Regions from separate parts of the Mus musculus genome. Here region 2 is linked to region 1. The links are chromatin contacts, called in public promoter capture Hi-C maps. All regions are on one chromosome and are shown on one strand. Each heading gives the region's core, a stretch centred on a gene start, on an enhancer-like site or on the middle of the called end of the contact. The rest is flanking DNA. Distances are from core to core; before and after follow the strand shown.

Region 1 (3,002 bases), core at 128-2,627:
TTTTTCGGGGTTAACTTTTGAATGTAAGGAGAGGGTGTCTTTTTAACTCCCTTACCAAGGATGTGTTTGGCTAGAATTACCGAGATGCTCTGAATAACTTTCCAGTATATCAAAGTAGTATCCACTTAGTTTTGTGCTTGTTTAGCTTTATGGAAAGCCGGCAGAGCAGAAGAATGGCCTAAGAATTGCCTCCCTGGAGTCAGTGTTCCAAGTTGCTTCAGCCGGCACTTTGCTCGAGCGCCCCCTCTCTCCCTAGAGGTCAACACGCAACTGCGAGCTTTCAAAGGCTTGCACAAATCCCCGTTTCAAGGAGAAACCACTCAGAGCGCATGCTCTGGTGATAGTGGTTCAGTAGCGCCATTTTCGTAAGGGAAGGGCTGGCCACTAGTTCCGTCCCTAGGGCTCCCAGCATTAAAGTTCTCCAAACTGGATCAAAACGTTGCCGAACAAGTCCGGGGCCTCCTGGAGAGGAGCCTTTGTACTCCTTTGCAACGCTCCAGCCAAGACTACAGAAATCTTCTGTTCATTTCTCTTGTGGACAAGAGATCCTTTTCCCTCTTCTCCCTTCGCCTAGGATAGCCTACAGTCCGAGACTAGAGCCTTACACTTCTGGTGTAATTTTGCGCTCACACCTGTGGCCAAAATGAAAGGACTTGGAGAACTGGACGGGAATTTTTTTCCCCCTTGAGAACAAAGCCTAGGTGAGAGCAGACTCTAGTACTTACAGGGCATCAGTCCGTGTACTCAGGAGCTAGGAGGTATCGCTTCTTTTGAAAATTGGTTATAAAGACACAGATCCGATAGTGGTGAGAATAGGGGTTGGTGGAAAGATAGCTAGCGGTACGACCCGACATGGAGAAGGTCTGAGGTTTTTCAATGTGTGTGTCTGCGCGCGCGTGCGTGTGTGTCTCTGTGTGTGTGTGTGTGTGTGTGCGCGCGCGCGAGTTTAGAAGAAACTGAGTGAAGCAGGAAAGAGCTTGAGAGACAAAAAAAAATCTGGTGTGGAAGAAGAGCTAGCCGGTGCAGACGTGGAGACAGCATCTCAGCCCGCCAGGCAGTCGCAGCTTCCTGGGAGGCATTCACTCCTCTCTACCCATCCTTTTTCATTCATAAGTTTGTGGCTCCGCCTGACATCCACCCCACCCCCACCCCACCCAGGCAGAGGGCCAAGTTTCCTGTGTAGCAATTGGTGAAAGGCAACAAAGCCTTAGCAACTGGCTCCTAGTGACCCGCGGGGCGCCTGGTAACTGGGGCCCGAGGCCGGCTCAGAGAAAGGAGCCGAGCTGTCCCTTTAAGGGATGGCCGCGGAGTGGTGAAAGTGGAGGGGGACGAGGGAGGGCGGGGAGGCAGGTCTGGGGGCGGACCTAAGAGGAGGAGGAGGAGGAGAGGGAGGAAGAGTTGCTGCTGAAAGGAGGTGGCGAAGGAGGAGTCTGAGCAGCTGCTACTAGCCCCGCGGACACCTCCGGAGTCCTGCCCGCTGCCGCACGAGTGGCCACGGGCGCGATCCGGGCCAAACGTCTTGTCCTCCATGATCACTTTGGGAGCCGGGGAAAGACTTTGCCCGGCCTTGGGAGCTGGTGTGCGCCGTCCAGGTTTGGTGGAGACGGTGCAGCGCGAGAAGGAGGAGCTGCAGCTCGAGAAGCAGCAGCAGCCGCCGCCGCCGCAGAGTCCGGATCACAGCGGTTACAGCCCGGGGCGTGTGCGTCCCGCGCCCAGCGGGTTCGGTTCCCCACGGAATGTCCCCGGGGCGCCCCACGCGCTGACCCTGCAGCTGCCTCCGCCTTGGGCGACTGCCTCCTCCCTCAGGCAGGCTCGGTGATTGGGACCGCGAGCTCCCAGCTCTTGGGCAGTGGGGAAGCCCCCGGGGGCGGGTGACCTCAGCTGGCCACGACCCAGCCCTCCCCCGTGCGGATCTCGCTTAAGATGGCAGCGGAGTCTGGGGAACTAATCGGGGCTTGCGAGTTCATGAAAGGTGAGGAGCAGCCACCCGGCATCCTCCGGCCCTTCCACGCCACTCCCCCCCCCCAACTCCTCACGGCTCACCCCTTTGTCCCAAGCCTCTATGCTGGGTTTCTTTTCGGGCCCTGTGTCCCTCAGTACTGCGGCTCGGCGCTCGGGCCCCTTCTCGCTACTCAACTCCCGGAGGACCCCCTGCTTCCGGCTTCTTTTTTCGCGTTCTCACTCCCTCTGCAGCTTCCTCGTACCCGGACAGTGCAGGCTTCTCTGCTTGGGATCCTCCTGCAAACCTATCTTGGTGGGGAGCCTGCTGGTTTTAATCCTCCATCCGCTAACTCTCTACTTCCTCGGTGGCTGGCCCGTGTTTTTGGGACACCCCCTACCCCCAACCACACCCCCCTATCTTTCCTTCCTTCCTCTTGAAGTCTGCTAAGCTGCAGCGGCAGAAGCTCGCCTCTTTTCCCATTCCACCGCAGCTGAGGTCTGAAGGTTTCCGAACCAAACTTGTGTCTCCAGTTTTGCGGGTACCCACAGCTCCTGTCTGCACCCGCCCGCACGCAACCAGGGGGTGAGGGAACTCAGAAGATGCTCTGCCCCCTGCTGGGTCTTCTAGCCTCTTAGCAAGATGTGCTTTTGGGGCTCTGTAGCTTTCTGGAAGATCCTGTTTCTCCAAGAATCCCACGTGTTAAAGGTCTTTAAACGATGTGTAGCAGTTATTAATCCTTTGTGCATGATCTGCACTCTCAGTCTCGCGTCCCTGCTTCTCATGTTCTGTCTTTTAAACTTGTCTTTCAGATCGATTATATTTTGCTACTTTAAGGAATAGACCAAAAAGCACAATAAATATCCACTATTTCTCCATCGACGAGGAGCTGGTCTATGAAAAGTAAGTCCCCCCCTACTTTTTTTTTTAGCACCCCCTGAACTAGTTAGTTTGTTGGTTCTTTGATAATCGGGTTCCTTCACTTTTCCCAAAGAGTTCCGAAGGTATTACTAGCTTTCTATAGCTTGGGGAGGGATGCACACTGTACGTAGTTTGGTCCTGT
Region 2 (3,059 bases), core at 250-2,749, 190 kb before region 1:
CAATGTTTAACCTCACACAGTTATGAAACCGAACCCTCAGTGATAAAGCAAGGTTCCTCAGGCAGAAGCGACTCTCCACGGGTGCTCTGCAAACCTTGGAAGAGACGATGTGAAGTTACAGCTTAAACAGGAAATGTCCCCGCAGGCTGGATCTTCAGCTGGAGGCACTGTATTGGGAGGTTGTGGAAATGTGGAAGTGGGGCTTAGTAAAGGAAGTCAAGTCGCTGGAAACATGTCCTCAAGAGATGTATCCTGGCATGTCACTGTGTTGTCACAGTTCCCCTAACCACTTTCTGTCCATGTGAAATGAGTACCACATGTCCCAACTCCAAGGCACTGAATCCTATGCACAGCCAAAATGAAGCTTCTGAAATGGTGAGCCAAAATAAATGCCTCTCCCTTAAGTTGTTTACGTAATATTTTGTCACCGGTACAAAGATAACTACCACAATGAGGTTATATAAAAACATAATTGCCAGGTGGTGGTGGCAGCACAAGCCTTTAATCCCTGCACTCAAGAGAGAGAGAGAGAGAGAGAGAGAGAGAGAGAGATAAAGGACAATCTCTGAGTTTGAGGCCAGCCTTATCTACAGAGTTCCAGGGCAGCCAGGGCTACACAGAAAACTCTCACTGGAAAAACCAAAACCAAAAAAAATCCCCAAAACAAAAACAAACAACATAGTAAGATTATTAATATACTAGCTAGTTTGGGGATTTAGATGGGAGAAATCATATAGCATTATAATGAAGCCATTGATCTACTAAGGTACCAAGTGTGATGTCAGAAATGCTGCACTACTACAGGAAGGGTATAGGATAGAAATCCACACACACAGCTATTGTTGGTGCAGAATGTTTCAAGGATCTACACATAAAATGGGTGGAGCTTTAGCGTCTAAACATTATAATGAAACAGAATGTTGATTATCTCTGTTGTTAAACACAAAGACCTTAACAACCAGAAACAAGCTAAGCATGGTGCCACACACCTTTAATCCCATCACTTGGGAGTTAGAGGTAAGCAGATCTCTGAGTTCAAAGCTAGCTTGGTCTACAGAGTTCCAGGACTTCCAGGAATACACAGAAACTCTATCTCAAAAAACAAAGCAAACAAACAAAAATCAGAAATGGCGGCACAGGCCTCTGGTCCACCTACTAAGTAAGGCAAAGCCGCTTTGAGATCAGGAGTCTGAAGCCAATCTCGGGGACACAGGAAACCCTGTCTCAAAATACATACAAATAAATCTGAAAATAACTTCTACTAATAGAGACTATCACTCGTGCCAAGGCACGCACAGATGTGCTGTAGCAAACACCAACACTGTTTACATTTCTCTGATGTGCAAGGTTTGAAGCTCACTGCAGAGCACTTGCCAAGTATGCAGAAGGCCCTGGGTTAAACCCCAGCAGGGCAAAACAAACATTTCTGTGTGCTGGAAAGAAAGACAGGCAAACAACAGCCGGGTTACACCCCTCTCTTTCCCTGGCTGGAGCAAGCGAGTAACAACAGAACTCTGTGTTGCAGCCTCAGCATCTCTGCAGTGAGGTTAAGGGTGGCACCTAAATACGGGGTTCATTTCTGGAAGTCACTTCCACAGTGTCTGTGGTTACCTCGCACATGCTCAGTAAGCAACAGCTACTGTCTAGCAGTAGTATCCTCACTGGTCGTTCCACTTCATAGAGCTGCTGGACTACACTTGCCAACGCTGTGAGACACAGACACTGCAGTAATATTAAAAGGAACTGAAAGGATCTGAGGGCTGCTCCCGTGAATATTCCAACTCCACACTAAAATACCCAGTCTGTTTCCATGCTGTCCTGAACCAGCTCCGTCATCACACTTGCCACTCCCTGTTTTCTCTGCAGTGAGATGATCACTGTAGGGACAGAAGTTCTGTGCAGAGCATCCAAGGGAACAGCAGCCACTGAGCAGCACAGTAGCCACACTAAAGCCGAGGGAGCCCGCAACAGCAGCCAGCACGGGATACCTCTTCCACGCCAGCCAGCTTCGCCTTTAGCTCTCGGACAGTCGAGTCTCCTTTATACTTCCTCTCGGTGAGCTCTTTATTAGCTGCCTCTAACTCGGACAATCTGCTTTGTAGCTGGTGGATATTCCGTTGATGGAGGGTTTCCAGTTCCTTTTTCTGTTGCTCGTGCTGCTGTTGGCACTGAACTTGGGTCTATTATAGAGCAGTATGTCAAAGGAGAAAGAGCAGAAGTATAAAGATCAGAAAAAACAAAACATCATTTCTTCATCCTAATTTCTTCATCGTTTTCCAATTTCCCTGCTTAGAAGAAGTCTAATTACAGATTTCACGAAAGAGCAGGTAAGGTAAACAAAGGTAATTCCCAACCCTGAGAAGGTGTGATCCAAGGACCAGAACTTCAAAGTCACTCCCTGCTACACAGCAAGACTGAGGCCAGCCTGGGCTACACAATACTCTGTCTTAAAAAATAGCCTAACCAGAGTACAAGTAGACAGTCTTACTTGGAGGGAGCAAAAATATATAAAATCCCCAGTCACAAATATTATTTAATAAAAATGTAAATAAAAAAAAAAAAAAAAAAAAGAGGGGGGCCCAGGCATGCGGGTAAACTCCTTTAATCCTAGCACTCGGAAGGTAGAGGGCAGAGAATCTGAGTTCCAGGACAGCCAGGGTTACACAGAGACCCTGTCTCAAAGGAGGAGGGGAAGTATGCAGCTACACTCACTAGAGCCCTGTGCCACAGATCTCAGTCACTCAGAACTCATCGCTGGAGTGTCATTTACCCAATGGCTCACTCTTGTACCATGTAGTTTTATCTGTATTGTGATGTACAGATTTTTCTGCTATTATTCCCTAAACAACACTCTACAACTGTCTGCATCACATATATATACACACACATACATATATGTATATAGTATACATACATATACTGTATATAGTATATATATGTATAACATATATATATAGTTATAGTATTGGACATTGTAAATAACCTAGAGATGGTCCAAAGTATAGATGTGCACAAGTTATATGTAAATAGTATGCCACTTTGAATAAGGGACATTTGAG

Evidence for each region. Capture Hi-C pulls out chosen DNA fragments and counts their contacts.
Region 2: a promoter capture Hi-C map of liver shows a contact between it and region 1. The contact joins the promoter of Trmt13 here to the promoter of Cdc14a in region 1. A contact is called at or near these places in 7 of 39 promoter capture datasets (the C10 cell line, cranial neural crest, embryonic stem cells and 4 more), 1 of 15 datasets of contacts at CTCF or cohesin (the NIH/3T3 cell line), 1 of 484 Hi-C or Micro-C datasets (pre-pro-B cells), 3 of 115 datasets of contacts at active chromatin or transcription factors (embryonic stem cells, pancreatic cancer cells and pro-B cells) and 3 of 9 other capture datasets (adipose tissue, liver and pancreatic islet).

Annotation. Positions count from the first base shown.
Region 1 is chr3:116,422,407-116,425,408 of GRCm38.p6, reverse strand. Cdc14a (CDC14 cell division cycle 14A) reads left to right here and starts at 1,377. Exons shown (of 16, transcript NM_001080818.2): 1 at 1,377-1,972; 2 at 2,752-2,842. The coding sequence starts at 1,924. Gm40125 (a long non-coding RNA gene) reads right to left here and starts at 1,158. Exons shown (of 3, transcript XR_867571.3): 1 at 726-1,158.
Region 2 is chr3:116,613,027-116,616,085 of GRCm38.p6, reverse strand. It overlaps Trmt13 (tRNA methyltransferase 13), which reads left to right and starts at 1,499. Exons shown (of 12, transcript NM_030016.3): 1 at 1,499-2,327. Sass6 (SAS-6 centriolar assembly protein) reads right to left here. Exons shown (of 17, transcript NM_028349.3): 8 at 1,989-2,180.